Regions from separate parts of the Mus musculus genome. Here all the other regions are linked to region 3. A link is a contact called in public HiChIP or PLAC-seq and promoter capture Hi-C data. All regions are on one chromosome and are shown on one strand. Each heading gives the region's core, a stretch centred on a gene start, on an enhancer-like site or on the middle of the called end of the contact. The rest is flanking DNA. Distances are from core to core; before and after follow the strand shown.

Region 1 (3,284 bases), core at 511-3,010, 860 kb after region 3:
CCTATCTTTTAGTCCCCTTAGGCCAGGAGCCACGAGATGCCAGTTATCTGATGTCTAGCCCAGGCCAGGCCTTCTCCCCAGAACAACAGGGGAGATCCAGGGCTGGATCAGAAGCAGAGACTTCTGCTGGCCTCCCACTTCTAGAAAGTCTGAGCATATTTATTTATTTAATTTGAGACAGGGTCTCAGTACGTAGCCTTGGCTGTCCGTCCTGAAACTTACTAAGTAGAGTAGGTTGCTCTCAAACTTAGAGATTGCCTCTGCCTCTGCTTCTGCCTCTCTGCCTCTCCTCTGCCTCTCTGCCTCTCTCTGCCTGCCTCTCTCTGCCTCTCTCCGCCTCTCTGCCTCTCTGCTTCTCTGCCTCTGCCTCTGCCTCTAGTATGCTGAAACTAAATAAAGGGCCACCACACCGGGCTCACACACATTGCTGGGAGCACAGACTGCTCATAGGCAAAGGAAAGACCAGTCCATTTGGGACTTAGGGGTTCAGATCCAGCCTGCGTGTCTCTGAATGCCCCGGAGGAAGATGTACAGTGATACAGACAGGTAACCCCACCATCAAGCGGCTATGACACAGGCCTGCCATTCAGTACTCAGGAGGTGGGGGCAGCAGAATCAGGAGTTCAAAGCCAGCCTCGTTTACAGAGCTGAGCTTGAGGTCAGTTGGGGGGAAAAAAGGAATAAAATGTCAGGAGGAGGGGATAGGAGGACACTTGTCTCATGTGTCTCATGATCTGGGCCTGGAATTGTGTGGGGGTGTTCGGCACCTGTGTCTCTGAGTCACCAGGCCAACAGAGGCCTGACTTCCCCTTTCTTTGAGTGTGTTCCACAAAACCACCCAGTAAGTAGGAGTGAAACACAGGCGTCTGCCACGTGGGGCTCCTGGCACTAGCAGCCCTCATTAAAGACTAGCCTGTATTTTGATGTTCTGCCCAGCTATTCTCTGTAATTAATAATTAATTAGCACTAATATGTCCTGTAAGTGCCTCACTATGTATGTCTGGAAGTTTATGGGATCACCCCGGTGTGTTCTCATTCTGGCCCCTTCTGCAGGGAGCACGCGCGGGAGTGAGCACCAGCCTCCAGCTGCAGGCTAGCTGGGGCCCAAGGCAGAGTGTGGGTGAGTGACAGACATCTGGGCGCCCTTCACTAAGCCAGGCCCGAAATCCCATCAATCCTCGAGGCTAAGGTTGGAGAATTGATAGTTCAAGGACGGCCTAGGTTGTAGAGGGACTTCAGGGCTAGCCTGGATAGCTAGTGGGACCCTGACTGAAAACAGAATATTAAAGGCGTGATTTGTGGATGCAACCCCGCACCCATGGAGTTCCAGAGGGAGGCAGAAGGATCAGAAGTCTAAGGTTATCCTCAGCTGCGTTCTGAGCTTGAGGGTGGCCTGGGCTACATGAGACCCTGTCTCAAAAGAAAAAGCTTTCAGGTTGTGAAAGGACAAATTCAGTGACTCCCAGCACTGTGGAGGTGGAGCCAGAACCATGGGGAGTTCGAAGTTGTCTTTTGCTAAGCAGAAATGTCAAAGCCTGCGCTACAAGATACCCTTTGTTACAAGAAGAAACAAAACTTTTTTCTTTAGTCAAACAAATTAAAACACGAAGAAAGTAAAATAGAAACGAACTGCTATGATAAAAGTCGGAGCCGCAGAGGGCGGCGTTAGGGCCGCGGGAGTGCGTCGGACAGAGGCCACGCCTCCTCTTGCTGATTGGGCGCCGGGCCGAGACGCGCGGCTCCGGTTGGCGAGCGTGGCCGTTGCTCCGAGGCTCCGCCCTGTTGAGGCGGCTCCCGGGAGCGGCGGCAGCGTAGCCGCGCGGGTAGCGCGGGGCGGCAGTGTGGGGCGGTGGGGTTTGCGGCCGCGATGTCGCCTCCGTCGGACGACGCAGGCCCGGGGCCGCCGCGGACGCTGTCCCTCGCCGCGCGGCTGAGCTTCGCGGTCGGCCACTTCCTCAACGACCTGTGCGCCGGCATGTGGTTCACCTACCTGCTACTATTCCTGCACTCCGTGCGCGGGTACAGCTCGCGGGGCGCGGGGCTGCTGCTGCTGCTGGGCCAAGTGGCCGACGGGCTCTGCACGCCGCTCGTGGGCTACGAGGCGGACCGCGCCTCCTGCGTGCGCTGTGGGCCCCGCAAGGCCTGGCACCTAGCGGGTGAGCCTTTCCCTGCCCTGACTGTCGTCCTGTGTCCGTCTTCCCCTCTAACCGTCGTCCTGTGTCCGTCTTCCCCTGTGGTTGTCATCCTGTGTCATTCCTCCCCTCTGAATGCCGCCCTGTGTCCGTCCTCTCCTGTGGTTGTCGCCCTGTGGAAGTCCTCCCCTCTGACTGTCATCCTGTGTCCCTCTTACCCTCTGCTCCCCAGTGTCTCATCTCCCCGTTTTTGTCACTCTTGTGTCTGTCTGTCCTCTCTCTCCCGCTATATCCTATCCTCTCCGCTGACTGCCATCCGTGGGCCAGTCCTGTTCCCTCTACCTTTTCAGGATTCTGTACCCTGTCTTTAGTCTTACAGCTCTGCCCCCCCCCCCCCAGTCCCCTTCCCTGACTATCATCCTGTGTCCTGTGTTCCTCCTGCTGCCCACCCACTTCATTCTGTTCGCCTGTGGCTCCTGTCTGGGGTGGCCCAGCATGTAGTCCCCAGCAGCTCTCTCATTTGGTGTAGACAGTTGGAGAGGTTGGCCCTGGGGTTGTAGCCCCTCCCTGGGGAATTCCTGGAAGGCTCCGTCCCTTTGCCTGGGGTAGGGGTTGCAGAACCAGCCCCGCCCCTAGATGACATTTTTTCAAGACAGCAGTGGCCCAGTGGCATCTGCCAGCCTAGGGGCTGGAATTTCTAGTTTCTCAGGATCCAGGAAGAATCCGGGCTTCAAGGCACAGCCTGCACACCTGTCACCATATTCAAAAGCTGAAGCAGGGGGATGACTGTTTCATTGAGTCTCCAAAAATGGAAAGAAATACTCAGAAGGGCTTATGTTTGCCAGGAGATACCAGGCCAGCCTGACTTTGCACAGGCCTGGGTCCCTTCACAGTGGGACAGACAGGAGATGTTCCCAGGCTGGCCTCCGAGTCAGATCCCTGGCCTTCTGGGTGCTGGGATTAACATCTTGCACCATTTTGAGTCTCATAGGAAACCCAGAACTAGACAGAACTCTCGGGTTAACTGAGGCCCAGAGAGACCAGTCCAAGCATCTGGAGATGACCAGCCTGACCCTGACTAGGCCAATGGTTAACTAGGCTTAGAAACAGTGGGTGTGGTTTGGTCATGAGATTGAATCCACAGTGCTTGGG
Region 2 (3,587 bases), core at 325-2,824, 620 kb before region 3:
TCCACCAGTAAAGGATGGAGGTGTGGTCAGGGTGGAGGCCCGCCTAGGATTCCCCAGTGAGTGGGGTGGGGGCGTGGTCAGGTGTAGACCTCAGGTCTAAGCTCCAGGTCCTGGATTCTGTAGCCAGCACTAAAGACATACATGAAAATCATTTTAAATTGAGTGAGGAAAAAAATAGCTGTAAAGCAAATTCTGGAAAGATTTCAAAGGATTCTGGTGAGAGTGGGTCTGAGGGGCTGGGCAGAGCCTTGGAGTGGGCTATAGTCACCCTTAAATGTCATGTTGGGACATAAGCATTCCCCCTAATGCTCTGTGGCTCACACAGGTCACCTGCTGAGGACAGAAGGCTGGGCTCCAGCCTGATCAGGGGCTTCTGAGACTCTGCCTGGCTCACAGCTTCTGCCATTCAAAGGAAACCGCAACCCTCCACACTTAGTATGCACCAAGTGAATGCATTTATTGTTTTCTATTTTTAGATGCTTTCAGCTCTCCACCACAGCTGTCTGGATTCACCGAGGGGTTGACGAGCTCTGGTGGAGATTGGGCGTGGGGCACACAGTCATGCCATTAGAAGAGTGCTTGAATTTAGACGCACCTCGGGTACTGCAGAGCCAAGTACCCAGCACCCACCCACCCTCACTAGTTGGGGCTTGTTCACCTCCAATGCCCCAATTTCCAGCACACACCCCCCCGCCCCCAATTGAGCTTCTCAACCCTGTCCTTAAAGGAACGCCCAGCATCCTAGCATTCCCCCATCTGTTCCCACATTCTAAAGGACCTTTCTGAGGCTTTGCAACTCCTACTCGACCTGTAAAACCCTGTGCCTTTGGAACCAGCCTCATCCCCATCTCAACTCCAGGTGGCCTGGTTCCGCGGTGCGGGTTCCTGTTCCTGCAGCATGAAGTGGACGGTCTCAGAAGCTCCCTGCCACGAAGATCTCTCACCGCGACCCCCACTCACCTCCACGAAATAAAAGCAAGGCAGGAGTGTCATGCTGTCCTTCGGCGTTTTATTCTTCTCCTTCATAGCAAGCATGGTGACGTTGGCGCTGTAGGCCGAGATTGCAGGGGGACAAAGGCAGGCTGGAGACTAGGAGCTGCGCAGATGGAGTCTCCAGGTGGGGAGATAAGGGTTAGCCAAGAGGGCTCGGGGAAACTGAGGCTGGAGCAGAGGGGGAACTTGGGGAAGGGAGAGGCCGGAGCCCCCGCGCGCGCACGCGGCTCGTTCACCTGGAGGGAGCAAGGAGGGCGGAGTCCCTTGCAAAGCGCGGACACAAAGCCAGGGTCCCCGCGTGGGAGGGACGCGAGGCCCGGGCGCGGTGTGCGGCGCGTGAGCTCTTTGTCTGCGCGCTCTGCAGCCCGCTCGGCCCCGCCCCAACCCCGCCCCCGGCTTGGGCGCCTCCGCCTCCCACTCTGCGGGTCTCAGGGTCTCTGGCCCTGCGCGGGGACCGCAATCTGGGTCTCGTCCCTGCCCCTTGCGCGTGCCTTCTGTGCGCCTTGCGCGAGCACGGTTGATCTCCGGGACCTAGGAGCGCGCGGCGCAGTGTGGGGAAGGCGAGATCCCGCGCCCCGCGCCTCCAGTTGCCTCCCTGCGTCTCACGGTCGCCGATTCCTCGGCCCCCACGCCTTCCGTGCCCGCGGCTCGCTGGAGTCCGTTTCCATGGTGAGGTCCCTGGGCGCCTGAGCAAAAGGAGACAAAGACACAGGGGTGGAGGGGCTGTCCTCTACCTTCTCTCCCCCTCGTCCCCGTCCCACCTCTCCTCTGTCCAACCACCAGGGCCACCTCACCCTCCTGACCCTGGGCAGTTGATGCCTTGAGGATAAAGGACTGTAATGTGCACTTATGCAGTGCTTGCTGTTTTCAAGGGTTTCCTCTCCACAGAGGCAGTCCTGTAAATGTACCCACTGGTTGACCCCACCCCATCCTGGATGGGACAAACTGAGGCCCTAAGATGTTAGATCGGAATAGTCACTATCTGCTGAGCACCTACTGTATACCAGGCCCTTAACAAACTCTTGTGACCCACTGGGAAGTGGGACTTAGGCTGACAGACCCTGCAACTCTCTGTTGAAAGCTGAGTGTAGTGGTACACGGCTGACGTCCCAGTATTCAAGAGGCTGAGTCTGGAGGATTGTTGTAAGTCCCAGCCCAGCCTGGCCTACACAGTGAGACTCTGTCTTAAAATCATTAAAAAGGGAGTGGTGTGGAGGCCAGAGCGATGTCTCAATCTGTAAAGCACTTGTGCTGCAGGCGTGAGGACCTGAGTTCGAATCCCTCTGCCCTGGGTACAGGAGGAAGGCAGGATCACCAGGACTCTCCAGCCACCATCTCACCTAAGCAGCAAGCAGCAAGCCAAGGAGAGACCCTGTCCCCAAAGGTCAGGTCAAGCTAGGGTTGGTCTCAGGGACCAAGAAGCCTGCTTGTGTTCCTCTCTCTTTCTGTGAGACTGGCGGGGGGATTCCATGGGGTCAGCCTGCATAGTGACACCCTCTTTCAAAAAAACCAAAAAGGGCCTTTGAAAGGACCCATGAGCACACAGAGGCTGTAGGGCTCACGTATAAACATGAGCACGCAGGACTGCAGGGCTCAAATATAAACACGAGCACGCAGGCACCGCAGGGCTCACGTATAAATATTATGGGTTTATTCTCACTGTCTCAATGCTTTCCCCAAACTGACTGCTGTGTTCCCAGACTCTACCTCAGCCTCATGTTTTCTGAGTTTCCTCATGGGAACAGCAAGCTCCCCAGGCCTGATGGCCATACAGAGACACCCAGCACAAAAGGAGCAGCAAAGAGGAGCTGGTGGTGTGTGTGCAGTTTTCAGTCACGTAAGGCAGGAGAATTGCTGTGAGTTTTGATATAACCTGCTCTATAGACTGAGATTGTGACTCAAAACAAAAAAAGAAATAAAAACAAAAACAGTGGGCCGAAGGTGGTGGCGCACGCCTTTAATCCCAGCACTCAGGAGGCAGAGGCAGGCGGATTTCTGAGTTCGAGGCCAGCCTGGTCTACAGAGTGAGAACCAGGACAGCCAGGGCTACACAGAGAAACCCTGTCTCGAAAAACCAACAAAACAAAACAAAACCCAACAAAACAAAACAAAAACAAAAAGAGTGTGGTGGTCCCAGCCTGTCTTTCCAGCACTCTGGGAGATGAGGCAGGATTACTGTAAGTTCCAGGCAAGCCTGGGCTACATAGTGAGTTCTAGGACAGCCAAAGACCAGCAATGCTACATAGTAAGACTCTGTCTCAAAAATAAATAAATATATAAATAAGGAATAAAGAATGTCCTGGGTGACTAGAGAGATGGTTTAGTGGATAGAGCTGTGGCCACTCTTACAGAGGACTCAGGTTCAACTGCCATTACCCACATGGGGCTCACTGTAACTCCAGCCCCAGGGAATCAGGTGCCCTCTTTTGTTCACAGTGTGCACCAGGCACACATGTAGTACGAGACACAGTGGCAGGCAAAAGACTTACACATATAAAATAAAATAAGTAAATCTAAAAATCAGACTAGGTATTGTAGCACAAACCTGTTGTGCCAGCTTAGGAAGCTGAGGCAGAAGGATTGTCATGAATTGC
Region 3 (3,570 bases), core at 339-2,838:
CTCTGTGTACCCCCCCCCTTAATGGCTCATATACAATGCCACTCACTTTCCTCCAAGATCCTCTTCTCTGGGGGGGGGGGGGCAGCATGAAAGGGGAAAATGAGGAACAGAAAAGGATCTGTGCAGCCCCGGGCATGGACCACCACGCCTGTCACACAGCCAGTGCACTGTGGACATCAGATTCTTGGTTTGCTTTGTTTCCAGCCTGATAGCCCAAGCCATTGGTGGGGGCATCCCTTGAGTGAGCGTCAGAGCCCATGGGTGACTCAAGCTCCAGAACAAATGCCAATAACCCTCCCTGGCAGTGAGCAGGGCAAGGGAGGCAGGGGCTGAGGCTGAGTGAAGACACCCTCCTAACACAAGGTCCCCCCAGAGTCTGGCATGGCCACCCTGGTAATCGGTAATCTCTTCTCCACAAACCCAAGGGGTCTTGTTCCCAGGTGCTTTGTGCCTGTAGGGTGCCATCCATGTACCCCTTCTGTCCCCCTTCACTGTCTGCAGGTGGGAAAGGGAGAGAGAGAGAGAGAGAGAGAGAGAGAGAGAGAGAGAGAGAGAGAGAGAGAGAGAGAGATCCTAGGCTAGCTATCTCAGTCTGAAAAAAAAAAAAAAACCCCAAACCCAAGCTGGTCTAGAGATGACCAGTCTCAGACAAGACATCCTTAGACCCCAGAGATATTGGGGACAGGAAGTAGCCAATTACACGGGACTTAGGAGGAATTTTCCCCTCTCTCTTCCCCCCCTCTCTGTCATCTTTTCCATGTGTAGCCCTGACTGTCCTTGAATCCAGTTCTGTAGACCAGGCTGACCTTGAACTCAGAAATCCACCTGCCTCTGCCTCCCAAGTGCCGAGATTAAAGGCATGTGCCACTACACCGGACCTTGGAGGAATTTATGTTTGCTTTGATGCAAAGACTCACTATAAAGCCCTTGCCTGACTGGAACTTGCTACATAGACCAGGCTAGCCTCCAAATTAACGATCCACCTGCCTCTGTCTTCCCAATCCTGGGCCTAAAAACCACTAAAGTCCCTGTTAAGAAAGATTTCTGCAGGGCAATTACATTGCACAATTGAAGAAACAGAGGCCCAAATGCCCAAATGCCTGCTTTTCCTTGTGCTTGAGGCCAATGTGTGATTGTTCTGGGGACCTACTAATAGCCCCACTTCATCCCAAAAGAGGTTTTGAAATCTTTGTGTGCATACGGGGAAAACAGCCCATCTTTCTGAGAGTGTCAACAGAGTTGGGGGGCGTTTGTAGCCACACTTCAGGAACTGGGGGCGGGTAGGGGCAGAAGGGGGAATGTACAGGACAGAGAATCAAAGACGCTGATATGAGAACACACACACACACTCACTCACACTCACACAGAGCCAGGACTAGCGGTCCCCCACCCCAATCCCTCAGGTTCTTCTCAGGGCAAGGAGAATGGGGAGACCCAAGAAGCCAGCCTGGTGCTCCAAGGGGTTTGGCGGGTGCAGGCGGAGCGATGGGCGGGGGCGCTGACGTCAGACCCGGGCCGGGGCGCCGGCGGCGGCCGCCCCGCCACATCCTGGTGGCCGCTGCTCGCAGCAGCCGAAGCCGAGCGAGAGCACTGAACAAGCGGGACAGTAGCAGCCGCCGCCACCAGGAGCGTCGGCCAGTGCGTGGGGACCATGCTGCGGCCTTGAGCACACACGAAGAGGACACCCAGGATGGAGTTGAGCTTGGAGAGCCTCGGGGGGCTGCACGGGGTGACACACGCGCAAGCCGGCGAGCTGCTGAGCCCGGGCCACGCGCGCTCCGCCGCGGCCCAACACCGAAGCCTAGTGGCATCGGGGCGCCCAGGCCTGGTGGCCGGCATGGCTAGCCTGCTGGACGGTGGTGGCGCCGGGGGCGGGGGCGCCGGGGGCGCGGGGGCTGCAGGGGCCGCGGGTGGTGGCCCTGACTTCCGTGGGGAGCTGGCTGGCCCCCTGCACCCGGCCATGGGTATGGCGTGCGAGGCCCCAGGTTTGGGTGGCACCTACACCACGCTCACGCCCTTGCAGCACCTGCCGCCGCTGGCCGCCGTGGCCGATAAGTTCCACCAGCACGCGGTGGCTGGGGCGCACGGAGGCCATCCACACGCTCACCCTCACCCGGCCACCGCGCCGCCACCGCCCCCTCCGCAGCGCCTGGCGGCCAGCGTGAGCGGCAGCTTCACCCTCATGCGCGACGAGCGGGCGGCGCTGGCCTCGGTGGGCCACCTCTACGGGCCTTATGGCAAGGAGCTGCCCACCATGGGGTCGCCACTGTCGCCGCTGCCCAGCGCGCTGCCCCCCGCTCTGCACAGCGCCCCGCAGCCGCCGCCGCCGCCACCGCTCGCCGCTTACGGGGCTCCGGGCCACCTGGCCGGGGACAAACTACTGCCACCTGCCGCCTTCGAGCCACACGCGGCGCTTCTGGGGCGCGCAGAGGACGCGCTGGCCCGAGGGCTGCCTGGAGGCGGCGGCGGCGCGGGAGGCGGCGGGGCGGCCGGCGGGGCGGCCGCGGGTTTGCTGGCTCCGCTGGGCGGGCTGGCTGCGGCCGGGGCGCACGGGCCTCACTCAGGCGGCGGTGGCCCCGGAGGGGGCGGTGGCGCTGGCGGCGGCAGCGGCGGCCCGGGAGCCGGCGCTGCAGCCGAAGAGATCAACACCAAAGAGGTGGCCCAGCGCATCACCGCCGAGCTGAAGCGCTACAGCATCCCGCAGGCCATCTTCGCGCAGCGCATCCTGTGCCGCTCGCAGGGCACGCTCTCCGACCTGCTGCGCAACCCGAAGCCCTGGAGCAAGCTCAAATCCGGCCGCGAGACCTTCCGCAGGATGTGGAAGTGGCTGCAGGAGCCGGAGTTCCAGCGCATGTCGGCGCTGCGCCTGGCAGGTAGGGACAAGGGCCCCTGAGGCTCGATCCTGGGGGACATGGTTGGCACAGGATGAAGGACCTTGGCTAGTGCGTCCTGCCAGCCTAGAGGGGGGAAACTGTAGCCTCTGAGGCTGACCCGGGGTCTGCATCGCCGAGTGTCACTAATAGAAAGAGGGCAAATACAATTATTGTTTCCGTCCCTATTCTTTTAGGGACTGTGTAGGGTGTCTAGTGTCTTTGAGGCTGATGTAGACATAGGGTGCTAAACTAAAACAGCCCTCGCGTGGCTCCGTGTGTGCGCGTGTATGCGCGCGTCTGTAGCACGTTCCTTGGGTTCACGATCCCCTGCGATCAGAGGTGCCACTCCCCTCGTCCCCAAACATCCTGCAAGAGGGACCAAAGGCGCCCTCTCTCCACCCAGTCACAAAGCTCTAGGTGCTGACTAGACTCAGCCAAGGCCTGGCCACCGCTCTGCCCCCAGCCCCAGCACCACCACCACCACCGAGCTCTCTTCCTATGCAGCTCAGCCTCTGCCGACGATCGATCCGCTAGTCCCCCATCCCTCCCCCCTCTGGCCGTTGGCAAAGGTCATTTGAGATTGGGGGAGGGGCAGCCCTTGGGACCCTGGGCTCAGTGGCATCCACCAGAGGCCTTCACACCCCCCCCCCCCCGTGGCTCCCAGGGCCTCACTCCCTCCTGTTTTCCTGTCCCCCCT

Evidence for each region. HiChIP or PLAC-seq counts read pairs in DNA pulled down with a chosen protein or histone mark. Capture Hi-C pulls out chosen DNA fragments and counts their contacts.
Region 1: a promoter capture Hi-C map of adipose tissue shows a contact between it and region 3. The contact joins the promoter of Mfsd12 here to the promoter of Onecut3 in region 3. A contact is called at or near these places in 1 of 39 promoter capture datasets (cranial neural crest), 1 of 115 datasets of contacts at active chromatin or transcription factors (pancreatic cancer cells) and 1 of 9 other capture datasets (adipose tissue).
Region 2: a contact with region 3 is called in a FOXA1 HiChIP or PLAC-seq map of pancreatic cancer cells. The contact joins the promoter of Plppr3 here to the promoter of Onecut3 in region 3. A contact is called at or near these places in 1 of 39 promoter capture datasets (pre-B cells) and 1 of 115 datasets of contacts at active chromatin or transcription factors (pancreatic cancer cells).

The regions. Positions count from the first base shown.
Region 1 is chr10:81,355,731-81,359,014 of GRCm38.p6, forward strand. Mfsd12 (major facilitator superfamily domain containing 12) reads left to right here and starts at 1,761. Exons shown (of 10, transcript NM_028657.4): 1 at 1,761-2,156. The coding sequence starts at 1,868.
Region 2 is chr10:79,873,060-79,876,646 of GRCm38.p6, forward strand. It overlaps Plppr3 (phospholipid phosphatase related 3), which reads right to left and starts at 1,575. Exons shown (of 7, transcript NM_181681.2): 1 at 961-1,575. The coding sequence starts at 1,035.
Region 3 is chr10:80,493,318-80,496,887 of GRCm38.p6, forward strand. It overlaps Onecut3 (one cut domain, family member 3), which reads left to right and starts at 1,589. Exons shown (of 2, transcript NM_139226.3): 1 at 1,589-2,873. The coding sequence starts at 1,691.